Linked DNA regions of Oncorhynchus mykiss: region 2 is linked to region 1. The links are chromatin contacts, called in public Hi-C maps. All regions are on one chromosome and are shown on one strand. The core of a region is the stretch at or near the end of the contact, and the rest is flanking DNA. Distances in the headings are between cores, read along the strand shown.

Evidence for each region. Hi-C and Micro-C count contacts between places; a contact is called where the count stands out from the background.
Region 2: a contact with region 1 is called in a Hi-C map of liver, with 9 times the contacts expected there. A contact is called at or near these places in 2 of 3 Hi-C or Micro-C datasets (blood and liver).

Annotation. Positions count from the first base shown.
Region 1 is chr5:71,103,929-71,110,689 of USDA_OmykA_1.1, forward strand. impact (impact RWD domain protein) reads left to right here and starts at 3,251. Exons shown (of 11, transcript NM_001160535.2): 1 at 3,251-3,400; 2 at 3,613-3,741; 3 at 3,831-3,883; 4 at 4,015-4,077; 5 at 4,307-4,392. The coding sequence starts at 3,356. It overlaps LOC110524470 (probable phospholipid-transporting ATPase IF), which reads right to left and starts at 2,272. Exons shown (of 30, transcript XM_036978280.1): 1 at 1,864-2,272. The coding sequence starts at 1,890.
Region 2 is chr5:71,690,958-71,697,810 of USDA_OmykA_1.1, forward strand. It overlaps fam20b (glycosaminoglycan xylosylkinase), which reads left to right and starts at 4,935. Exons shown (of 9, transcript XM_021604208.2): 1 at 4,935-5,081.

The DNA.
Region 1 (6,761 bases), core at 2,001-4,500:
GTAGGTTTCTAGGTCCTGGAAAATATAAAACTTGAAATGGCTACTGTTGCTCTATGCACTACCATTACTCATAAATATACCCTAACTTGTAGATGGCTCTCATGATGAAAAACAGCCTTCTGATAAAATAAAATGTATTTCACATCCTGGGGCTCAGTCTGATGGCACAGCTGTGAGTGGCACCCCATCAGTGTGAAACTAATGAAGTGAGGACTGGGATTGAGTATGGTGCAGGTAACAGCAGCTGGGATATGATTGGCCATCCCCCTCCCCATACTATCCAAATATATAGCTCCAAAAGGTCAGCTCAGGCTGGGCATTCCCTGCCATGTTCCCATTTAGCAAGAATATTACCTCATGTCATATTATTCCGATTTACAGTGGATTAGGCTGGTTGGTGACAGTTACTGTGTGTAGCCTGAGCATTCTATGATAACATTCAGCCCATTCTATGAAAAATAATGTTCCTTGGTGTATTAAATCAGCGGTTCCAAACCCTGGTCTTCGAGTAAACCCAATAGTATAAATTTTTACTGTAACCTTGGACAAGCACATTTGGTTCAACTAGTCATCAAGCCCTTGATGAGTTGAATGAGGAATGTTGTTCCAGGGCTACAAAAAAAGGTGTACTGTTGGATGTTCTAAAGGACTGGAGTTGGAAAACACTTATATCAATGAAATCACTCAGATATCTACTCCCTCAGCTGCTTGTTTTTCCTGAAAGCAAACATTCACATGAGATCAAGGTCACTGTGCAGTCACTTGCATTATAATCTTCTCAAATTCTGTATTCATTAAGAACTGTAAGCTAAGCAGTTGGCTGAATTCCACTTACTGCAGGTGGCAGACAGTATGTTAGTATATGTTAGTCCATAAGTAACTACTAGGGCTAGGTCATCAAGCGGGCTGTTTTTTTAGTTCTGCACCACAACTAAAAAAAGCATTCATTCATTATTCATGACAAAAAGGGGAGAGTTGGTTTTGATTGTTTCTGTACACTAGCTATGTATTTAACAATTGAGTTTAGGGTCAATTCAGGACGTTTAATTGAAATTCAATGAATTAACTGAAAAATGCTAAATGAAGACTCGGTTAGTGACACATTAATACAAATTTCAATTAATCTCTAGAACTTATTTAAATTCATCTTGAATTGGATCTTCACCCTGATTCATTGAGAGAAAATAGTAGATGTTCTAGCTAGCCGTAGCCTTCTAGAATCTGATTTAGTTAGCTAATGCTGCTGTAGACAATTAGGTAGCTAGGCGTTGAGGCTAAGATTTAGGCAAACTACGTGATACAACGGCAATGCTGGGCTAGTTCTAAACATATACCTGCATGTCTGGCTTTTCAATGCAGCGGCTAAAATGAATGTCTTCCTAGTTAGTTAGTTAGTTGGTAGCAACCATTGATAACGACTCGTTACATATCTGTGGCTAAACTGTCCAATGCCAAATATATAGTTAACTACACCAGCTGGCTGGTTAGTTTTTAGCATAACTATTACTGTCAAAACAGCTTAACTACTACTACTAGCTAGATCATCAGGCACACCAACGAACAAACTTGCCAGCCCAAATAAGTTTGAGTAGAATGTATAAGTGGGCCTGGCTGGCGTCATGTACCTACTACTAGTTCGCTGCTAGCCACGCCAATGTTTGGTAAACAAACAAGCTAGCTAGCTTGCTAACTAACGTTATCTACTAAGCGAACTTAGGTACTAGCACCCAGTTCTGGTTGGATGTTTAACTCTTCAAAAACAACCACATCATATTGTTTTATGTGCATCAACGTCTTTCTCAATAGCAAAGTAACGTTACACTTACTAGCAAATATAGCAAGTTAGCAAAGAGGCTCACTTACCAGCTGTTGCCTTATCCACCGTAGCATCCTTGCAAAATGTCCTCCGACGAGCCAGCAAAGTTGCTAGCTAGCTACTCCCATAAAACCTTCCCAAACCATAAATAATTCCTTTTACAGGCACGTCTTCTTGTGTCCGTTACACAAAACATCCAGGCTGTGTGATTATTTGATCAAATATGATCTCTCCCATGACGTGAAGTAATATCTCTGATGTGACTGACACACTGAGCTATATTCTGACAGCTACGAAGTATGTCTAGTGAGTGTCCTGTACTGTGCGCTTCCTGCCCAGCTACATCCCTCTCTGCGAAGCTCGAGCAATCGGTTTTCAGCTCTGTGGCTCTCCTGTCGACGTAGCAGCACCGATTGGCACCACATCGTCCCAGTTGTAATGGGACAAACACACAATCTATATTATTTTCTACAGTCCAAATTTGCGCAATACAACATAAATACAGTTAGTCAATACATTTCCAAACTGCATCCTTCCAAATAGTGATTTCTATGTTTCTATTTTAAATATTTTAATGTTCATTACATTCATATACATAGACTCCAACCATTTCTCAATGTGCTCCAAATAATAATATTATTTATCTTATAAAAAGTAAGACCACTCTTGAGTTTATATTTTCCCCAGATGTAGTTATATTTTTGTATCACAATGCACTATGACTATAATGCACACATTATGGCTGACCCTGTAAAATAATACATTTCACTGCACCTATCCGGTGTACGTGACAATAAAAACTTAAAATCAAGCACGATGCAAAATTGCAAACAAATATTGATTCGTATCATACGCATAGCGTTTTACTGCGGGCTTTTATTTTGAAAGCACAAAACTAAAGTCCTAATATTGCCAACTGTGGTGAGGTGTGTATATATAAATCATTGTGTGTTGCCCATATAATTAGGAATTAGAACAACCTATATTAATACTTTAATATGATCTATATACTGTGACCACGGGTTGCAGACGTGGCGATAATTCCCCAAAGTTTTAAAACGTCTAGCTAGAGGACCTTTCGTAATTCATACCAAGCGTTCATGATTTAAACTACCATTTCCGGGTCAAAAGGTGAATACATTTCATTGTAAAAGTCCTTGTTCAAAAGATGAAACGGTAGGGGGAAAGTGATTGATATGGAATTTTACATTGATTTACATTTCTTGAATTTAAAATGAGTGATGATTGCTATAATATTTGTTTAGCTAATTAATCCACTTATTGCACCATGTGTTTCAAACAATGATGTATATATCTGGTTTCAAATAAGGACTCTTATTTTGGTAGTACGTGAAAACCTTGACCCGGAGGTGGTTCGTTGTCCTGTCAGAGCAACAGCTGAGTTGGTGATACAGAATGTCAAGCAAGCCTCTTATCGAGCTAATTTTGTGTTGATACTGTACGAATAGACTGCTGTAACACTACTACTTCTAAGTATGAACTGAAGTGTTTGTCTGCTTACTTGCTTTGGATAAATTAATGGCAAACATAGATGTTGGGAATGCAGGGGATCTTCAATCTCAAGTAAGTACCCTACTGTTGAACAGAACTCAGGGCTGGGCATGACTGAAGTTCACATTAGTGGAGAGTATGACCCATTTTGTACTTTGATTCATATTTTTATATATTTGACTCAACTATAAAAACAGACATGAGAGAAAGCTTATAGATCATTTGCTTTTAGATGACTACATTATTATTATTATAACACAATATTACACTATTTTCTTCATCAGATCGAAGAGGTCGAGGCACTTTCCTCCATATACGGTGACGAATGGTGTGTTATTGATGAAGCAGCAAGAATATTTTGCATCAAAATAACGGATGATATAGACTATCCAAAACTGAAAGCATGTTTACAGGTAATTGTTTCATTACATTTTTGTGTGTTTAAAAAGTTTCCGAGCAGTGTATGATAGCAATAACTCTCGAGTTTAATTTCCATAATTAGATCATTCTCCCACATGATTACCCGAGTGCAGCACCACCTGTCTACCAAATAAAGTAAGTCTACATGTTGGGTTTTACAGTACAGTACACTTACACTACCTCTGATAAACATGTATCAGGCATAAAAAAAAGCTAATTATTAAGACTAACATTTGAGACATATTCTGCCTTCTCTCCTCATGCAGTGCAGCATGGTTGCGAGGCCCTGATAGAAAGACCCTGTCCAGCAGCCTTGAGGAGCTCTATGTGTGAGTGGATTTCATAATCACTGACTACTGTACATGAAGCACAGAATAGTTATCCCTGAACATGGAGGGGATTCCATCATAATGCTAACCTAAAGATGGATTGCCTGATGGTGAAGCCAAATTTGCTTGCGGTATTGCTGATTACAGTCCATTACCCTGTCTCACCCAAGTCTCTGAGTAGATATGTCTCCACTGACATCAAACTAACCAGTGGTGTCTTTCCTAACAGGGCGAACACTGGGGAAAGCATCCTCTACCTCTGGGTGGAGAAGGTCCGGGAGTTCCTTCTGGAGAAATCCCAAAGCACAGACACAGGTGAGAATCGCATGTCATGTCTGATTGATAGTATGCTTTATTTTTTCACTAGAGGGCAGTAAATAAATCATTTTTTCCAACTCCAGAAATCCAATTATGAAAGTGTGCACCCATTGCCTTCCTCATAAAGGTATATATTAATGCCAATGAGCTCAGACAGAAAAACTATTGAGAAAGCTTGATTTCAATCTCTTTCCTTTCTTGGAGATGACAGTCAAAATTCTTGGGGTCTTTCATTCAGGTCTTCGATGTGCTCCCATGCATCATTGTGATAAGATGAACACAAGACTTGGTGGGTGGTATTTGAAAAGCCCTCTTTCCTGTTTCTGTAATTTAAGATCAGTATCTGAGTAATGGCTTTCAGTGCTGTGAGCCTGTGACGAAACCTTTGTCAAATATTTTTTAAAAGAGGCTGAGGAAAGAGAAGTACATTTGGTTGTTTGTTGTATTGTCTTTGAAAATTGTTTTCTATGAATGGATGAGTTTTAATGCCTTTTATTCCCCTTTTTGAACACTAAGGAAAACAGGATACCATATTATTCTAACTCTTCACTGTTTTCTAAAGCCGTTCAACTTGTTAGCTAATTAAGCACAGTGCTTTAATTTAGTACTATTTCAATTAATAACTATGGAATCCATCAATATGGATGCAGTCCTATCATTGTAATTACGTTCTTTCTCTCTGGACAGTTGTTATGATCAACTGAAATGGGAGAAAGCAGAGAATGTGTATGCTGTGAAAATGAGATGCTGGGTATAGATCACAGAGCATTCTTGCTTTAGAGGAAATCATTCAGTTTGGAGCACATTCATAAAAGTATAAAAGGCAAGTTGAAAATTGTATTTTGTATTCAAATTGCAGCTTATGTCCTCTTCCATAACGAGCAACTGATTTGGGAAATGGTTGATGTTAATGCCCTCCGAACCTTCATTTAAATGTATTCTCATTGCAAAGTTTTCCCCCTTTTTAATGAACTCCTACTATTCTAAATGCAATCATTTTACTTGTGGAAGCATCCTTATCTAGAAACTGTCAGAGAAGTGATTTGGGATTATTTGATGAAAAGGCCTTTACAGTGGGGTCTGAAATTATTGACACCCTTGATAAAGATGAGCAAAAATGACTGCTTAAAATAAATCATTCAAATACTGAGCTACATTGTGTCCACCAGCATATTTTACAGTAGGTATGGGGTTCATTTCTGTTCATGCATTCTCATTTCAATGCCAATCCCACCACTGGTGTGCGTGGCCAAAAACCTACATTATTATTTCATCTAACATATGTAAATGTCTGGAGTTTGCTAAACGGCATTGGCACAAGAATTGGAACTGGTACTTTGGTCAGATGACATGAAAGTTGAGCTCTTTGGCCAACACACCAGCGGTGGGTTTGGTGTTGAAATGACAATGCATAAGCAGAAAAGAACCCCTTACTGTAAATGATATGATGGAGGATCTTTGATGTTATGGCATTATTTTGCTTCCACTGGTCCTGAGGCCCTTGTTAAGGTCAATGGCAACATGAACTTTACCTAGTATCTGGACATTTTAGCGATAAACCTGGTTGCCTCTGCCAGGGGCTGAAACTTGGCCGCAAGTGGATCTTCCAGTAAAACAATAACCACAAACACATATTAATCCACAATGAAATGGGGACTAATCTGAAGGTAACCGGTACCGTTTTAAAACATGATTGTGCCTACCCAAAAAAAGGGGTTAAATATGTGTAAAGTAATATATACAGTATTAGTCAAAGGTTTGGACACACCTACCCATTCCAGGGATTTTCTTAATATTTCATATTTTCTACATGAATGATCCTCAAAAAGTTAGACAGCTGCACCATCGAGAGCATCTTGACTGGCTGCATCACTGTTTGGTATGGCAACTGCTTGGGATCTGACCGCACGCTCACACATACTTACACCCCAACACACACACACACACTTTCACACTCACCACATACGCTGCTTCTACCGTCTATTATCTATCCTATCTAGTCACTTTACCCCTACCTATATATATATATAGTACATAGCTACCTCAATAAACGTTTACCTCTGCACATCGACTTGGCTATATACTGGAAGTACCAGTACCATGTTATTTTTACTCTGTTTTTTTTTCATTATTCACTGTGTATTTATTCCTTGTGTCACTATTTCTATTTTTTTATGTTTATCTTTAACTCTGCATTGTTGGAAACTGACCCGTAAGTAACCAGTCGTTAGTCTACATCTGTTGTTTAGAAAGCATGTGAAACCCATTGAAAACCTGCGGTTTGAATTGAAGAGGGCATTCCATAACCGCAGACGTGGAATATCAAGGATCTGGAAGGATTTTGTATGGATTGAATGGTCTAAGAT
Region 2 (6,853 bases), core at 3,685-6,184, 590 kb after region 1:
AGGCTGAAGAAATTCAGCTTGTCACCAAAAGCACTCACAAACTTCTACAGATGCACAATCGAGAGCATCCTGGCGGGCTGTATCACCGCCTGGTATGGCAACTGCACCGCCGTCAACCGTAAGGCTCTCCAGAGGGTAGTGAGGTCCGCACAACGCATCACCGGGGGCAAACTACCTGCCCTCCAGGACACCTACACCACCCGATGTCACAGGAAGGCCATAAAGATCATCAAGGACATCAACCACCCGAGCCACTGCCTGTTCACCCCGCTATCATCCAGAAGGCGAGGTCAGTACAGGTGCATCAAAGCTGGGACCGAGAGACTGAAAAACAGCTTCTATCTCAAGGCCATCAGACTGTTAAACAGCCACCACTAACACTGAGTGGCTGCTGCCAACACACTGACACTGACTCAACTCCAGCCACTTTAATAATGGGAATTGATGGGAAATTATGTAAATATATCACTAGCCACTTTAAACAATGCTACCTTATATAAATGTTACTTACCCTACATTATTCATCTCATATGCATACGTATATACTGTACTCTATATCATCGACGGTATCCTTATGTAATACATGTATCACTAGCCACTTTATACTATGCCACTTTGTTTACATACTCATCTCATTTGTACATATTGTACTCGATACCATCTACTGTATCTTGCCTATGCTGCTCTGTACCATCACTCATTCATATATCCTTATGTACATATTCTTTATCCCCTTACACTGTGTACAAGACAGTAGTTTTGGAATTGTTAGTTAGATTACTTGTTATTACTGCATTGTTGGAACTAGAAGCACAAGCATTTCGCTACACTCGCATTAACATCTGCTAACCATGTGTGTGTGACAAATAAAATTTGATTTGATTTGATGAAGTGTTGATATGTGCCTTAGCCAACCACGCTACGGCACTATGGATTTCTTTTCCTTGGTTGACACAGACATGCTCACGAAAGTGATACCCCAACTGAAGCCTTCTACCTGCCTTCTCGATCCTATCCCGACCACCTTCAAAACAGTTTTTAATTGCATATCTGAAGAAGTGCAGGTTATTGTTAATCACTCCCTATTCACAGGCACTTTCCCCATTGCACTAAGAACTGCTATGGTGAAACACCTTCTCAAGAAAAGTAATCTAGATTCTTAAGCTCTTTGCAATTTTCAGCCAACCTCCCATTCTTAACCAAAATTCTGGAGAATTTGGTTTTCAAACAGCTAAATTATTGTTTTAAGTGCCAACTGTATTTTTTTTCATTTTTATTCCAAACTGGTTTTTATGCCCACCACAGCACAGAGACAGCCTTAGTTAAAGTGGTAAATGATCTTCGAGCCAAACACAGATGCCAAACAGCTCTCTGTTCTTGTACTCTTGGATTTAAGTGCTGCGTTCGACACTGTTGACCTTGATGTCCTTCTGGACAGACTGGAGAGGTGGATTGGCCTCTCCACTCCAGTTCTAAATTAGTTTAGGACCTATTTAACCAGTGGAGAGTTTTTGTCACTCTTGTTGAACATAACTCAGAAAATACATATCACATGTAGCGTTACACAAGATTTGATTTTGGTTCCGGTACTGTTCAGTATGTTCCCCTTGGCAGCGTTATCAGAAAGCACAGCATTGATTTTCACTGCTACACAGACGATACATAACTACATTTCTGTGTCGAGTATTTTAGTTCCACTAATAAATTATTAGACTGTATTAGTGATGTAAATACTTGGATGGCTCACAGCTTCCTCCAGCTAAATCAAGACATAACCAAGGTACTTATTGTTGCAGCCAAAGCACAGAGAGAGAATCTGGCCGAACATTTTAATTCATTTGAATTATCTTTATAACGATAAAATGTCAGGTAAAAAATCTAGGTGTTATTTAAGTTTCTGAACTCAATTTCAAATCTCACATTATGAATGAGACAAATTGCTTTTTACCACCTGAGGAACATCCCCACGGTGTGGTCGTTTCTCTCTCAGGCTGATACAGAGATAGTCCTCCATGCTTTTATAACAAGCAGGCTTGACTACTGTAATGCTCTCCTGTCTGGTCTACCCAAGAAAGCCATTGGTCAATTGCAAAACATCCAGAATGCTACAGCATGGGTACTGACCAAGACCAGACAGGGAGCACACATTGCATCAGTTTGAAGGTTTAAATACTATGTAAAAGTGGGATTGGGAATATTCAGTAGGACTCTCCAACCCTGTTCCTGGAAAGCTACCCTTCTGTAGGTTTTCACTCCAACCCCAGTTGTAACAAAACTGATTCAGTTTATGAACCAGGTAATTATTAGAATCAGGTGTGCTAGATTTGGGTTGGAGTAAAAACCTACAGAACTGTAGCTCTCCAGGAACAGAGTTGGAGAGCCCTGCAGTAGGGTCTGTAGAATCTGTACTGAAAAAAAGTGGTGGTCACATAGTGGTGGTCCCATATTTCATGAGCTAAAATAAAGATCCCATAAATGTTCCATACACACAAAAAGCGTTTTACAGCGCAGACTACGTATTACCACACCAGCCCAGGACCTCCACATCCTTCACGTGCGGCTACTAAAAGTGCGGCATCGTCAGAGACCAGCCACCCAGACAACTGATGAGTATTTCTGTCTGTAATCAATCCCTTTTGTGGGGAAAAACTCATTCTGATTGGCTGGGCCTGGCTCCCCAGTGGGTGGGCCTGGCACCCAGGTGGGAGGGCCTATGGCTATGCCCCTGCCCAGTCATTTGTAATCCATAGATTAGGGCCTAATGAATTTATTTCAATTAACTGATATCCTTATATTAACTGTGTGAATCATTGTATATGGAATATTGGTTTATAGAGCAAAAACTATTCTGGGTGCTGCAGTAAACGTATTGTAGGGAAAACTCAGCAGGGTCTGTAGAAATTATATATATATATATATATATATATATATATATATATATATATATATATATATATATATATATATATATATATATCATGGGGCTCTGAATAATGGAGTGTTGCTGGCCTTTAACTCCAATTCCATTGGCCACAATGTGAATCATTGTAAATGGAATACATAGCAACACTTTCTACTCCACCCATTCCATTTGTTCCAATGCAACACTGTCAGCCTATAAATTTGAATATTGACTAATAGAGAGAACTATTCTATGTGCCGAGGTAAAAGTGGGGTTGGGAACACCCAGTAGGGTCCGTAGAATCTATATTATTACATGGGGGACTGAGGTTTAAATGCCTAGCTACACTTTCTACTCCACCCTTTGTATTGTCCTAATTCAATAAACTGTAGGCCAATACAGGGCATTTGGAAAGTATTCAGACCCCTAGACTTTTTCCACATTTTGTTACGTTACAGCCTTGTTCTAAAATTGATCAATTTTTTTCCCCCCTCATCAATCTACACACAATATCCCATAATGGCAAAGCAAAAACAGGTTTTAAGACATTTTAGCAAATAACAAAAAATCTGAATTGACATTTACATATGTATTCAGACCCTTTACAAAGTACTTTGTTGAAGCACCTTTGCCATCGATTACTGCCTTGAGGCTTCTTGGGTATGACGCTACAAGCTTGGCACATCTGTATATGGGGGGATTCTCCCATTCTCTGCATATCCTCTCAAGCTCTGTCAGTTTGGATGGGGAGCATCGCTGCACAGTTTTTTTTTAGGTCTCTCCAGAGATGTTAGATCGGGTTCAAGTCCGGGCTCTGGCTGGGCCACTCAAGGACATTGAGACTTGTCCCGAAGCCATTCCTGCGTTGTCTTGGCTGTGTGCTTAGGGTTGTTGACCTGTTGGAAGGTGTACATATATATATATATATATATTCTATAGACCCTAGTGAGTAATCTCAAACCCAATTTTACTTCGGCACCTAAAATAGTTTTCTCTATAAGCCAAAATGTAATTCATACTATAGCTAGTGTATTGCATTGGTGGCATTTATTTGACCTTGGAACATGTTTTAAAACCCACATTTAATGCAAATGTCACTTAAATATAAACAAATGCGAATCATTGTTAAATACAGGTTAATGACACTTTTCTACTATTACCCTACTAAGTATTCCCTACAATACTTGTACTGCACCAGCCAGAATAGTTTTTGCTCTATACGCCAATATGTATTCCATCACAGGAGGTAGGTGGCACTTAAATTGGGGAGGACGAGTTCGTGGTAATGGCTGGAGTGGAATGGTATCAAATAGATCAAACACATGGTTTTATGCCATTCAATTGGCTCCATTCCAGACATTATTATGAGCTGTCTTCCCCTCCGCAGCCTCTACTGTATACAGTGATTTGCAATGAGGACATTTGTCTGACTTTGGGACATGTTTTAAAACCCACATTTTATGCAAATGTAACTTAAATATGAATCATTGGTTTATGTTTAGACATATGTGTCATATATCATGAATAAATACAAGTTATTGAAACTTTTCCACTATTTTCTTTTGTTTTTGTTTTTTTGGAGGGGGGGGGGGATCAGCTTAATATTGCGGAAAGAATGTTGCTTCCAATGTAATTGTCTGCATCATTTCCAATCCTCCATATTTTTTTGGTAAATATATATATCCATACACGCATGCATATATATATATATATATATATATATATATATATATATATATATATATATATATATGCATGTGTGTATGGATATATATATTTACCAAAAAAATATGGTAAATATATATATATATATACATACACATACCTATATAGACATACATACTTTTTAAAAAGAATATACCTTTATTATTATTCCCCGCAAACCCTTCCACGGATCCCCCAATTGGAGTAAACTAATAAACACTTCTGCTTCTACCTTCAATCCATACATATTATACACACTCTACAGACAGTCTACTTTACAATAGTTGTCTCATTTTTCCACTATTAAGTGGGGGACTTTTATTTGGAAAAATTCCGTGACCCGGAACAACTGTTTAAGTGTTGCTGACGAAACGCGGATTTTTTTGACAGCCTATCGATGAATAATACACAATTTCACACACAACATTGAAAACACATTGATCTCGTTTAACACCTAGTAGCCGTAATCGAAAAGGTAAGCCATTTGATCAGACTTGCTAATACGATGGCTGTTGTGAGGTAACGTTAGCTATTTCTTTGCAATCAACGGTGTTGGCAAGCTAACATTAAAGTAATCAGTAGCCTTTTAATCACATTCATAGAATGTTTGATAATGTCTGTTAGCTTGCTCGCTAGTTAGCACACGCTTGTCAGCTTTCAACGCAAGTTTTGATATGGAAAATATCGATGCAATTCGTCAGCTATCAGTACGTTAGCTACTAACTAGACAGGTTGTACTTCTAAGTAGCAGCTAACTAACGAACTTAGATAACTAACCGTTTCTTTGCTAGTTGGCTAGCTAATCGCCCAGCTAACCGGCTAGCTAACCACCCGACTCGCCGGCTAGCTAACCACCCGACTCGCCGGCTAGCTAACCACCCGACTCGCCGGCTAGCTAACCACCCGACTCGCCGGATAGCTAACCACCCGACTCGCCGGCTAGCTAACCACCCGACTCGCCGGCTAGCTAACCACCCGACTCGCCGGCTAGCTAACCACCCGATTAGCCGGCTAGCTAACTAGCCGGCTAGCTAACCAGTACTGCATTGCTGGACGAAAGCAAAACGGACTATACGGTAGCGTTAGCAGCTGTCGATGCAGATTTATTCTAAAATCAACGAAGCGTTTGCTAAATGCCAAACTAACCGTGTGGGCCTTTGCGATTTTCAAACAACTAGCTGGCCAACTACTGTTAGCGTAGAGTTTCCACAGTAGTGGGACGTGTATGTAGTTGGTCCCATGAATTACCGATTGTGTGGAATGCAACTAGAGTCATTCCTGCCTGCGTGGCCACCGGCACTGCTAGACACGGGTTGCTTATATGTATAACTTAGCCGGCTAATTCACGGGTTGTCCTCAGTTAACTACCCAGTACATACACTTTCTGGTATAGTGTGTATTTTTTTAAATTAATTCTCAAGTCGGTTTCATGTCTATTTTGGGCTCCCTAAATAACCTTTCTTTTGAAAGGACCAGAGCCATACATTTAGAATAAATACATAACTCTGGCAAGGACAAGTTGCTCACGGTATCTCAAAGGTATCTCTATTGTTATGCAGGCTCATTTGATATGTTGCAGGCAGTTTGCTTATCTGCCACAAATAGCACAACAACCTCCATCTATGGACAATCTGATCAATATCTTTGTCCTGACCATTACCAACCGATCAATACATCCATCTCAACTGACGTGGGTCTGTATGAGAGGAGCCCTGCTTTGGAGCCTTCATGTCCTGTCCTTATTCTTTTACCCCAACTCAACTCTCCTCTGTTGGGGGAGAGGACCGGCTAATATTCCAGTTTGCTTGGAGCTGTGGAGCCAGACAGACGAGGGTCACTGTCTGACAGCCCAAAGCAAGGTGTTATCCAATATCAAAACATAAAATGTTGTTTTGAAAGACAGGGAGTGATAGGCTAGATGGATCCTGTAACTGATCCTGTAACTGGTGGGAGAACAGCCAGTGGGTTAGGCAGGGTGTTATGTTGTCAGTAAAGTGATTGTTTAAAACCCCAGGTGTGGATCCAGGAATCAGTCAAGTTTGGCTGCTTATGGGTGTCTCTCTCAGCTCTGATGACACAGATTAGAGTTGTAATATGTTACGAATTGAGCCCAGTAATTATACATTCGTTTTTTATCATGCTCCTGTCAATCATGTACCAGCCTGTCCAGCATCTTGGCTCCTGCTTTTTCTGTTTGTCTGTCAACAAGTTTAAGTTTTTATATCTAATTGTTTTTCATCACTAATG